Regions from separate parts of the Macaca mulatta genome. Here region 2 is linked to region 1. Evidence: chromatin contacts called from public Hi-C data. All regions are on one chromosome and are shown on one strand. The core of a region is the stretch at or near the end of the contact, and the rest is flanking DNA. Distances in the headings are between cores, read along the strand shown.

The links. Hi-C and Micro-C count contacts between places; a contact is called where the count stands out from the background.
Region 2: a Hi-C map of liver shows a contact between it and region 1, with 5 times the contacts expected there. The contact joins the promoter of GPRC5B here to the promoter of KNOP1 in region 1. A contact is called at or near these places in 3 of 14 Hi-C or Micro-C datasets (fetal cortex germinal zone, fetal cortical plate and liver).

What each region holds. Positions count from the first base shown.
Region 1 is chr20:19,742,411-19,748,902 of T2T-MMU8v2.0, reverse strand. It overlaps KNOP1 (lysine rich nucleolar protein 1), which reads left to right and starts at 2,939. Exons shown (of 6, transcript XM_077986372.1): 1 at 2,939-3,134; 2 at 3,575-3,743; 3 at 6,088-6,492. The coding sequence starts at 6,090. IQCK (IQ motif containing K) reads right to left here and starts at 2,904. Exons shown (of 9, transcript NM_001193745.3): 1 at 2,679-2,904. The coding sequence starts at 2,859.
Region 2 is chr20:19,911,819-19,917,800 of T2T-MMU8v2.0, reverse strand. GPRC5B (G protein-coupled receptor class C group 5 member B) reads left to right here and starts at 4,032. Exons shown (of 5, transcript XM_077986397.1): 1 at 4,032-4,194; 2 at 4,893-5,078.

The sequences.
Region 1 (6,492 bases), core at 1,690-4,189:
GTTGGCCAGGCTGGTCTCCAACTCCTGACCTCAGGTGATCCACCCGCCTCGGCCTCCCAAAGTGCTGGGATTACAGGCGTGAGCCACCATGCCTGACCTCATTCTGTAACTCTATCATTTTCTAAGTGGCATCAATTCACTTGCTTTTCAGAGAACACCAAAACCCTTTGTCTTTGCTTTCTCTCTAGAGGCCTATTTGACCAAAATAAACTCAATGTGTAAATCACAACACAAGGCATGTTTCTTTGTCAACAATAATGAACATTTATTGACTACTTTTTAAATGCCAGGCACTGTGCTAAGCACCTTTTCATACATCCTTACCTGGTCCTCACAACAGCCCTGTAAGGTAGGTACAACAATTATCTCTCTTTTACAGATGAGGCTGAGTAACTTTTCCAACAATCCTCTAGTAAACTGTATCATAAGGCACTGTTTGGCTTGGAGAAGTGAAAGCTCTGGGGGAAAGACAGCCATAATAACTACTGTCAAATATCTGAGTAGACTCTTTGAGGTGGAGTGATTAGCTCCCTGAATCATAGCACCAAGAGGTAAGGACCTAGGGGTGAAAGTGACAAAGAGAACATCCAAAATGAAAGGGATTTTTCCAGCACGATGTAAGGTTGGAGAAGGAATTTAAGTACTGGATGGGGTTGAAATAGACAACTTTTGAGGGCATCTATCAACTAAGTCTACTATTCTCTTCCTTCTCTGTATTCTCCACTTCTTTCAAGTCATCACATATACTGGTACATTCATTCTTTTTTTCCATTCAATAAACATTTACTGATCTGCGCTATCCAATACAGTAGCTACTATCCAAATGTGGCTATTTAAATTTATTAAAATTAAGTTCAGGCTAGGCCCGGTGGCTCACGCCTGCAATCCTAGCACTTTGGGAGGCTGAGGTGGGTAGATCACCTGAGGTCAGGAGTTCGAGACCAGCCTGGCCAAAATGGTGAAACCCCTTCTCTATAAAAATAAAAAAATTAGCTGGGCATGATGGTGGGTGCCTGTAACCCCAGCTACTCAGGAGGCTGAGGCGGGAGAATCGCTTGAACCCGGGAGGTGGAGGCTGCAGTGAACCCAGACAGCACCACTGCACTCCAGCCTGGGCAACAGTGCAACACTTTCAAAAAAAAAAAATAAATAAATAAATAAATTAGGTCCAACAAGAAATTCAGTTCCTCAATTGCACTAACCACATTTCAAATGTTAAATAACCACTTTTTTTTTTTTCTTTTTTTTTGAGACGGAGTCTCTCTCTGTCACCCAGGCTGGAGTGCAGTGGCGCGATCTCGGCTCACTGCAACCTCCACCTCCCTGGTTCAAGGGATTCCCCTGCCTCAGCCTCCCAAATAGCTGGGATTACAGGCGCACACCACCACGCCCGGATAATTTTTTTTTTTTTTTTTTTTTTTTTTTTGAGACGGAGTCTCGCTCTGTCGCCCAGGCTGGAGTGCAGTGGCCAGATCTCAGCTCACTGCAAGCTCCGCCTCCCGGGTTCACACCATTCTCCTGCCTCAGCCTCCCGAGTAGCTGGGACCACAGGCGCCGCCACCTCGCCCGGCTAATTTTTTTTTTTGTTTTTTTAGTAGAGACGGGGTTTCGCCGTGTTAGCCAGGATGGTCTCGATCTCCTGACCTTGTGATCCGCCCGTCTCGGCCTCCCAAAGTGCTGGGATTACAGGCTTGAGCCACCGCGCCCGGCCCGGATAATTTTTTTTTTTTTTTTTTTTTTGTATTTTTAGTAGAGACGGGGTTTCACCGCGCCGTTTCAGGCAGCTTAGGTAGTGATGGTGGCCACATGAATTAAAAATCTGAGTGTTTGAACTTGAGGAGCTTATGGTCTAGTGGAAAAAAAAAAAAAAAACCACCACCAGCCAACATTATTCATTAAGAACTAGCGCTTTCGCAGCTCCTTCTGTAAATCGAGCAGTTTTTGTTTCTTTTCCCAATAAGCCTTTTGCACTCCTAAAATCACGCTGTTCACTAAGCACTTTTTGTGACTATCTGGTTCCATCTTCCTAACACCATCGAAATAGGTGTCATTATTATGCCCACTTTGCAGACAGGGTAACAAGTTAAATAATTTGCCCAACCTGAGTAACGAATACTGAGAAGGGCCACAAAGGAAGATGTGCTCAACTCCGTTTGGGGAGGTTAAGGAAGGTTTGAAGCAAGAAGGGACTAATACTTACCGTTTGTCCACACCATGGTTACGGAACGCGTGGGCCGCCGACTACTTACTTTAGGATTACCTGGGGTGCTCTTTTTTAAAAAGTGCAGATTCCCTGCATCCCAAGTTGAAGCTCTGTGGGCGGGGCCTGGGAGCCTACATTTTTAACAAGATCCCCGCCCCTGACCCAGCAATTCTTTTCTGTTCACTAAATGAAGTTTAAGAACCACTGGTCCACACCGCATGGTTCTCTTTATTCAGCTTTCCCTCGCTGTTCCCTTGCCTTTGACCTCACTACCGATGGCGATTGGAGGCCGCGCTGCGTAACCGCGGGCTAGCCTCTCCGAGCCTCAGTTTCTCCGTGCGTAAAATGAGGAGCCCGGGCCCGCGGAGCTGCTGCCCGGCGGCCCCGCCCGTCAGCCGCCAGGCGCACAGTGGGCGCTCCTCAAACGCGGCCCCCACCCGGGTCCCGCCCCTCTCGGCCAGCCCGGGCTGCCTACCGTCGCAGATCTGCTCCCACAGATTCTTGCTTGACGGCTCGGCGACCTGCCACGGCGAGACAGGCAGCTCGCGGGAACCGAGAGACACGGTGGGCACCGGCGTCCGGGTGAACGACGAGTCTGTAGAGCAGCTGGGCTTACGGGGCACTGTGTGGCTGGGGACTTGCCGCGGTGCAGCCATGGCCGCGGTTTCCACGGTAACCGCGTTCGCCGGGAGGCCGCGACCCGGAAGAAACCGGAACCCGAGAGGGTGGGCCGGCGACTCGAAGTGGACTTCCGGGTCGCGGCGGAGCGGGCTCTCACGTGGAGGCGGGGAAATTTCGCCCACCGGTGAGTGCCAGGATGCGTTGCAGGCGGGCCGGCGCGGGGTCTGGAGATTACACCAGAGGAAATGCGCGGCGGAGAAGTCGGGGAAATGCGGGCCACCCGCATCCCTAAATCCGACCCCTTCAGTCGGTGCGCGCCTGCTCCGGCCTGAGGCCGCCGCCTCCAGAAAGTTTTCCCGCCTCAGAGCCGGGCCTGGGACCCCACGTAATCCCTCCCAGTCTGTTTGCTGCGGAGGCTTGGGCGCATGGGAGCCCTGGAGGCACCGATCTCACTTCCTGGCTCCCGCGCGTCCTGCCGGTGATCCTACGGGGGAGTGGGGTGTTGCTGCACTGGGTTTGGAGTCCTGTGGGTGGAATTCCGATCTCCTGTTTTCCACTTGATGGCTTTGGAACCTAGGGCAAGTGAATTATTAGTCTCTGGAGCTTGTGAGGTCGGGTATTCACAATGATCCTCACAAAGCTGCCGCGGGAATTTAAAAGCGCTTTTGTAGAAAGCATATGTGTTTGCAGGACATGCACTGTAATGTTCTTTTCCTTTCTCTTTGAAAGAGTGAATGCATTTGGTCGCAGGGCTCAAGAGGAGGATGCTATCTGTACTTTTCTAAATGGCAGAGATGGGGAGAGAAGGGGATTAAGAGTTGACCCGCAACCTCCCGGTGGATTCTTTGTTCTTACCAGATCTCTTGGCCACTCCCCTCTTCTGAAGTCGTCTTGGCTTTCTTGACTACACTATTTCAAGGTTTGCACCTTCTTTGCAAGCTCTTTTATCTCTGCCCACTTATTTAAATGCCAATACAATAGTCCCCCTCCCCCGTTATCCCCGGGCAGTACGTTCCTAAACCCCCAGTGGATGTCTGAAACCACAAATAGTACCGAACCCTAAATATAACTATGTTTTTTCTTTTGTATACTACCTGTGACAAAGTTTATAAGTTAGGCACAGTAGGGCAGGGTGCGGTGGCTCACACCTGTAATCCCAGCACTTTGGGAGGCCGAGGTGGGCGGATCACTTGAGGCCAGGAGTTGGAGACCAGCCTGACCAACGTAGTAAAACCCCGTCCCTACTAAAAATACAAAAATTAGCCGGGCGTGGTGGTATATGCCAGTAATCCCAGCTACTCAGGAGGCTGAGGTGTGAAAATTGCTTGAACCGGGGAGGTGGAGGTTGCAGTGAGCCGAGATCATGCCACTGCACTCCAGCCTGGGCAACAGAGTGAGATCTTGTCTCACAAAAAATTAGGTACAGTAAAAGATTACCAACAATCTAGCTAGTAATAAAATAGAACAATTACAACAGTATATTGTAATAAAATTTGCACGCGTGTGATCTCCCTCTCAAGATAACTTGGTGTGCTGTGCTCACCTATTTTGGGACCAGGGTTGACCGGGGTAACTGAAACCTGGGAATGGGAAACCTGGGATTGGGCCGGGGACTACTGTATTTTTTGAGGTCTTGTCTCAGGCTTGTTCTGTTCAAGGCTTAATCACCACCCATACATTCCTAACTTTATGTCGCCCATGTCAGCACGGCCACCCAAACACACCTCATCCATATATTCACCTGTCCAGTGAACATCTCCAAAGCATCTGTCCAATCAAGCCTGTCCCTTCAGCCGCTTGCCTTCAGTACCTTTGTCTCAGGGATTAGTAGCACCATCCTGCAGTTGTTCTTCAGAAATTTTCCTGACAACTGGTAGGACAGGTTATACAACCTCTACCACCCTGACCTTACCACTTGCTTTTATCACTTGTATCCTTGTTATTAAACCTTATTTCCTTCCACACCTACTTGCTTCTTGATGGGTGGTGGTTTATGTTGTTCATCTCTGTCTCTCTAGCATGTATTCATTCATTCAGTGAGTATTTATTGAGCACCTGATATGTGCCAGGCACTGAGCAGGATGCTAGAAATAAACCAGGAAACAGGGCAGACAGGAATGAATGAGTATAGTTATTCCCTTGACTCTTCAAGGTGCTCCTGGAGTGAGTTATGAATGAACTTGACCTGTAGCTCAGGCCTGGCCTGGCTCTTTGAAGCTCTTAACAGTGAGCCAGCTCCAGTGTGGACCCTGTAGGTTCTGAAGCTGAGGACGGCTGCAGGATGGAGAAGCTTTTCTTTTCTCTCCCATAATCCTAACTGCCTGTTAGATATTTTGGGATATTTTGCTTCTAAATTCTGGGAATGTCTAGTGCAGGGAGCAGCAGGAACTTGGCTGGGGACTGGAGTGAGAGAAGTGGTCCAGCTGGACGCTGAAGGGTATTGAGGACCCCACAGCCGTTTCTCACAGGTGCTTCCATGGTATCTGTCCAAGACAAGCTGGGTGCCCTCAGTACTGTGTATCACTGTGACTCATTCAGTGTTGGCAATCAACTTCACATTTTAAAAACAGTGAAACTAGGCCAGGCAAGGTGGCTCATGCCTGTAATCCCAGCATTTTGGGAGACTGAAGCAGGCGGATCACTTGAGGTCAGGAGTTTGAGACCAGCCTGGCCAACATGGTGAAACCCCGTCTCTCCTAAAAAGGAAAAAAAAAAAAAAATCAGCTGGGTGTGATCGCGGTTGTCTGTTATCCCAGCTACTCAGGGGAGGCTGAGGCTGGAGAATCACTTGAACCCAGAGGCGGAGGTTTCAGTGAGCCAAGATCATGCCACTGCCCTCCAGCCTGGGCGACAGAGCAAGACTCTGTCTCCAAAAAAAAAAAAAAAAGAAAAAAGAAAAAGGGATTTCACAATGTACCAAGCACTTTTCATGCGTTGTCTCATTTACTCTTTTCAACACCCTTTTGAGGAAGGAGGTGTTATATTCCCCCATTTTCCAGATGAAGAAATTGAGGCTCAGGGAGGTTAGCTGATTTACTTAAGGTGAGAGAACCATTTAGGTTTGAACCTAGGGCTGTCTGGATATAAAATTTATGCTGTTTCTATTGTATTTCTTTTTTTGCTCTAAAGGAATCATGTCCATTTTCCCTATCCCGTAATGCTTAGTCCACCCACTCAAAGAAACATGGCTCTTGGCAATGCTTAGTAGAACTGAACACAGGATGGCTTGGTATAGGGGTAACTTGTACCATTTGTTTTTTCAGGAATGATCACCAAGACACACAAAGTAGACCCTGGGGTCCCAGAGAAGAAAAAGAAGAAGAAAGTGGTCAAAGAACCAGGGACTCGATACTCAGTTGTAAACAATGATGATTACTTGGCCGATGTTTCTTCTGTAAGAGCCACATCCCCCTCTAAGAGTGTGGTCCATGGGCAGGCGCCTGAGATGCCTCCAGTGAAGAAAAAGAAGAAGAAAAAGACGGGTCTCAGCACCCCTTGCGAGGGGCATGTGGAACCTGAGACACTGCTGCATGCCAGACGGGCAGAGAAGTCACCCAGCCCCAGGAAGCAGGTGCTTGGCCACTTGGAGTTCCTCAGTGGGGAGAAGAAAAAGAAGTCACCTCTGGCCATGTCCCATGCCTCTGGGGTGAAAACCTCCCCAGACCCTA
Region 2 (5,982 bases), core at 2,783-5,282, 170 kb before region 1:
AGGACAGTTGATCAGAAGACTACTAGAAAGACACTGGGCCCCTGTTTACGTTGTTGAGCAATGGCCCAATTGTGGGATCACCCACGTCCCGACTTACTGTTGTGTGATAACAAACATCCCTATTGTGTAGGCTGTAACAATTGTCCTGTTGCTTCAATGTTTCCTGACAGCTTTGGAGGCTTTGGGAGAGTGTCCCCGTGTGGCCTTGCAGGGGACCAATGGGGCCATGATGAGGCTACTCCAAGCAATCTTGCATACTCACAGACAAGAACCTGTGGGAGCCGTTCCAGGAAAGGAAGAGATGGTAGCAGTCACATGGTGACTGCAGCTGACACACTGGTTTGTGGATGTCTATGGGGACACCCTGTTGGGGACACCCAGAAACAACTGAAGAACACTTTGCCACTGTGAATTTTTCTTTTCTTTTCTTTTCTTTTCTTTTTTTTTTTTTTTTTTGAGACAAGGTCTTGCTCTGTCACTCAGGCTGGAATGCAGTGCTGCGATCAGAGCTCACTGCAGCCTCAACCTCCCAGACTCAAACAGTCCTCCCATTTCAGCCTCCAGAGTAACTGGGACTACAGGTACATGCTACCATGCCTGGTTACAAATTTTTTGTAGAGATGGAGGTTTTGCTCTGTTGCCCAGGCTGGTCTTGAACTCCATGGCTTAAGTGATCCTCCCACCTCAGCCTCTAAAAGTGCTGGGATTGCAGGTGTGAGCCGCTGTGCCCAGCCTGAATTTTCTAACACTTAATGGGCAGTTACACTTACAGACTGAGGGCATTAAAAGCAGAAAAGAGTGCAGCAATCAATTGGTGAAGTCTGTCATGGGCACAAAATAGTGGAATGGTGGCAGTGGTGTGTTCCACATTTGTTTACTCAGTGCTCCTGGCTGCTCACCCCAAAGATGCTTCCAGAAATGGCAACAGCCTGAAGTGTCCCCCATTGCCGCTCTAAGGGGACTATCAAGTGCTGGAGTCTCAAGGGAGCCTGGGACCCTTCTCAGCCTAGCCAAACAAAGAATGTAGGTAGGAAGTTGATACGGGTTGGATATTTGTCCACATTAAATTTCATGTTGAAATGTGATTCCCAGTGTTGGAAGTGTCTGGGTCATGTGGATGGATCGCTCATGAGTGACTCACAGTAATGAGTGGGTTCTCTCCGTTAGTTCACACAAGAGCTGGCTGATTAGAGGAGTCCAGCATCTCTCTCTCTCTCTCTCTCTCTCTCTCTCCCTCTCTCTCTCCCCACCCCCCCCCCCTCTCGCCATGTGACATGCCGGCTCCCCATTCACCTTCCACCATGAGTAAAAGCTTCCTGAGGCCTCCCCAGAGGCCGAGAAGATGCTGGGGTCAAACGTGCCTGCAGAACTGTGAGCCAAGACATCTCTTTTCTTTATAAATTACCCAGCCCCAGCCACATGTGATGGCTCATGCCTGTAATCCCAGCACTTTGGGAGGCCAAGGCGGGTGGATCACCTATGTCTACCTAAACAATAGACATAGTTCTTGTCCTCATCAAGCTTAAAGATATGCTATGCGTACAGTAGCCACATGTGGTTATTGATATTTATTTATTTATTTATTTATTTTTTTTTTTTTTTTTTTTTTTTTTTTTTTTTGAGACGGAGTCTTGCTCTGTGCCCCAGGCTGGAGTGCAGTGGCGCGATCTCGGCTCACTGCAAGCTCCGCCCCCCCGGGTTCACGCCATTCTCCTGCCTCAGCCTCCCGAGTAGCTGGGACTACAGGCGCCTGCCACCTCGCCCGGCTATTTTTCTTGTATTTTTAGTAGAGACGGGGTTTCACCGTGTTAGCCAGGATGGTCTCGATCTCCTGACCTCGTGATCCGCCCGTCTCGGCCTCCCAAAGTGCTAGGATTACAGGCTTGAGCCACCGCGCCCGGCCTTATTTATTTATTTTAAGAGACAGAGTCTTACTCTGTCACCCAGGCTGGAGAGCAAAGGTGCAATTATAGCTCATTGCAGCTTCAAATTCCTGGCCTCAAGCAATCCTCCCACCTCAGTTTCCCAAAGTGCTGGATTATAGACATGAGTCATCATGCATGTCCGGCCTAAATTTAAATCATAAAACTGAGGCCGAGCTCAGTGACTCAGGCCTGTAATCCCAGCACTTTGGGAGGCCTGGACAGGTGGGTCACCTGAGGTTGGGAATTTGAGACCAGCCTGACCAACATGGTAAAACCCCATCTCCACTAAAAGTACAAAAATTAGCTAGGCATGGTGGCAGACACCTGTAATCCCAGCTACTTGGGAGGCTGAGGCAGGAGAATCGCTTGAACCTGGGAGGTAGAGATTGCAGTGAGCCGAGATCATGCCATTGCCCTCCAGCCCGGGCAATAGAGACTCCATTTCAAAAAAAGCTGAAAGTTCAATCCTCTAGTCATACTAGTCACATATAAAGTGCCCACTGGGCACATGTTTAGTGGCTGCTGTTATCAGACAGTATAGATTGAACAGCACTGAGATACAGTCTTATAGGGGAGGCAGACACCAAGCAGAGAGCCACGCAAATACCTGATTACACACTGATATTGTTTGGCTGTGCTCCCACCCAAATCTCATCTTGAATTGTAGTTCCCATAATCCCCATGTGTCATGGGAGGGACCCAGTGGGAGGTAATTGAATCATGGGGGCAGGTCTTTCCCATGCTGTTCTCATTATAGTGAATCAGTCTCATAAGATCTGATGGTTTTATAAAGGGCAGTTTCCCTGCACACGCCCTCTTGTCTGCCACCACGTGAGACGTGCCTTTGCTCCTCCGTCACCTTCCACCATGATTGTGAGGCCTCCCCAGCCATGTGGAGCTTTGAGTCCATGAAACCTCTTTTTCTTTATAAATTACCCAGTCTTGGGTATTTCTTCATAGCAGTATGAAAAATGGACAAACACACGTACCATGACATTTGTCAGTGGGAAGCCATGGGTAGTGCACTGACCATTTAGTGCCAGGGAAGCCACTGGTTTTTTAGTGTGAGGATAGTGCCAGGGAAGTCACTGGTTTTCATTAGACAAAGTGAACTGGGTACTTGAGAGCCTGACATAGCTCCCTGGACCTCCTGGAGCCATTCTCTTCAAGGCTGGAGACCTAGTGAGCTCTCCTGGGAGATGAGGCTCCTCTGTGACAATGTCTGACCTGGCAGCGGATGACACCAGTTTAACCATTGGTTGATAATATGGCCTGCGGAGCCAGATGGACTGGATTGGATTCTGTCTTTGCCAACTGTCTAACCCCAGGGCAGTACTTAACCCCTCTTGGCCTCAGTGTCTCCATCTGTAAAATAGGGAGAATAACAGTATCTGGCTTCAAGGGTAACTGGAAGGATTAAATGAGTTAAAGAATTGAAAACACTTAGAAGAGCTCCTGGCACACAGGAAGCACTATGTACTCAGCTATTATTATTATCATCCACGGGTGTTTGAACTTTTTGGAGGGAAGGAATGCACCTACCACTCAGCGTACTCCTTCATTTTCACTCTGTGCTTCCTGTGGTATCATCACCCGAAGCGAAACTGACCATCACAGTCAGGGTCTTCTATAAAACAAGTGGGAAAGGGAATATAACTGTAACTGCAATGTTAACCAGTTCATATTAAGGACTTTCCACATGCCAGACCCTGCGTGAAGCACTTTACATGTAACATGTGTTAGACTTTCACAACAACTCCAATAGGCGTGTGCAATGAAAAAGATCTCCATTTTACAGATACTGAGGACATGTGGCTCACAAAAGTGAACCTGCCCACGTTTACGAAAGGATCTCGGCGTCAGTTCCAAGGGCTGCCACCAGGTGACAGTGCCCATCCACTTTCCAATTGAGCAGGCTGGCGGGAACACACTAGAAAATGGTCGTCCCGCAAACGTTTAATGAGCGCCTACTGTGTGCCTGGAACTGTTCTAGGCTCCGAGGATCCATGCAAATAAACCAGGGGTGGGGGAAAAACTACCATTATGGTTCTTCCCTTCCATTTTCCCTTGAATATAATAAAAGGTATCCCAGAGATGCGTGCCCAAGGGGGATGTGGCCTAACCGGACCGGAACTGGGAGGCTGGCGGGGAGGGATGGGAGTATCTGGAAGGGCTACGGTTCCCAAAGATCAGGGGCTGCAACTATTCCCAGAAGGGAGTGTTCTTCTGCATCTCACCTTCCTGCAGCCCGCAGGAGAGGGAAGCAGGGGTCCGTCCTCTCCCTTTGGTATCTTATGTGGCTGGGATGGTTGCGGCGATGGGGGTGGGGACGGGGACGGGGTGGGGGGCTGCGGAGGTGGAAAGGAAATCTCACCCTGAGAATCTGGAGTGCGGGGAAGGGATGCTTCTCAAAGGTCTGTTTCTGGCTTTGGCAGGGGGGCCACCTGAGACTGCTTGGGTTTGCTGGTCTGAAGGTCACCCAGGGAACCAGCCCTATATGGGGTGCCGGAGCGCAGCTCCCAGGCCTGATCGAAGCAATACCGACTTCGGAGAGGCCTGTGGACTAGGACGGGTGAGGGGGACTCAGTGCCGAGGCGGAAGGCTGCCCCGGACCCCTCCTTCAAGCAGGTCCCACGGCCGCCCAGCGGACACGCGTCCGGGCTGTGCCCTGAGCGTCTGCGGAGAGCACAGCCAGTGGCCCGAGCCACTGAGTATGTGTGCCCTGAAGGGCGGTGGACGTGTGCGTACGTGGGTGATGTGTGCGGTAGGGGTGGTGGCCATCCTGCGTAGGGACCCACGTGAGGGGTGCACCGTGTGGACGTGTGTGTTTGGAGGGGCGAAGGACGCGGGTGTTAGACTCAGTGTGCGTAAAGGGATAAGGACACCTGGGAGGTGGGCAGTGAGGAGAGAGGAGTGTGTCCAGGAGGAACCTGCCTAGAGGAGGCCTAGCGGTGTGTGTGCCCCTAGGTGCATACCGGGGTGTTGGTGACTTCGAAGGGCACCCGGCGGGATCGATCCTGTCTGCGTCCTGGACCTGGTGCTGGTGTGTTTCGGGGAAGTTACTGCTTATGAACCCACCTTGGAGTGTGGCCTGGGGGCAGGAAGGCTCCTGCGCTGGGACCCCTCGGTACCCCTCGGTCTGGATACCCTTCGGTAAGTGTATTGGCTGGGGGAGGGGTGTTCCCGAAAATGGATGTACCCTGCGGAGTTGCCCGGCTCGTCTGGATTGTTTCTGGGCGCACTGTGGTTGTGGGGGGAATGTCCCCGAATTGGGGACACGGGAGGTGGGGGGGGTCGTCTTAGCGATCCGGGCTAGAAGCCACGAGCTTGGGCTCCGAGGGTGCATACAGACGGCGCCTAGCCCGGCGCGGAACCGCCAGCGGGACTGGGGGTGGGGCTCGGAGGCCCGGGGGCGGGGCCGGCCGAGGGGCGGGGGCGGGGCCGCGGCCGCTGCAGCAGCGCGGGCCGGGCCAGGGGGCGCCTCGCGCGGCAGCGACTCTGGCAGGCGCTGCAGTGAAGCTGGACCCGCAGGCGGGCGTGCGTGGAGCGGGGGCCGCGGCCGCGCTGCAGAGATGTGACTCGGGCCGAGGGCCAGCTGGAGCGTTGGCGCTGCGGGGCCGCAGGGGTCGGTGAGTGCAAGCTGAGCCGATGCGGTGGAGGACGCTGTGGGGACCCCAGAAACTTTTCCCGCCGTGGATTTGGGAGGATTGGGGGGTCTGCTTCTTGTGTTTTTCTAAGCGGCCCCCCAACCCCAGCCAGGGAGTTCACTGGGAGATGTGGGATCTGGGCGAGGGGAACCACGGTGCGTCGGGAGCGGAGCCGTAGAGGGGTGGGCGGGAGAGGGGAGGGTCTGGGGACCTTTACGGGGAGAGGGGGACTGTGCCTGGATCAGGTAGAGATCCAAGTCTCCCAGGAGGGTCTGGGGGCGACCACAGGTGAAGGGCAGCTGGGGAGCGTAAAGGAACCCAGCCATGTCCTAGTGACTCGTGGTGTGTGAGGAGCTGCGGGCTGGTCCTGGGGCCGCGTGGGGGGGCTGACTGTGGACGGGGCAGGCGCA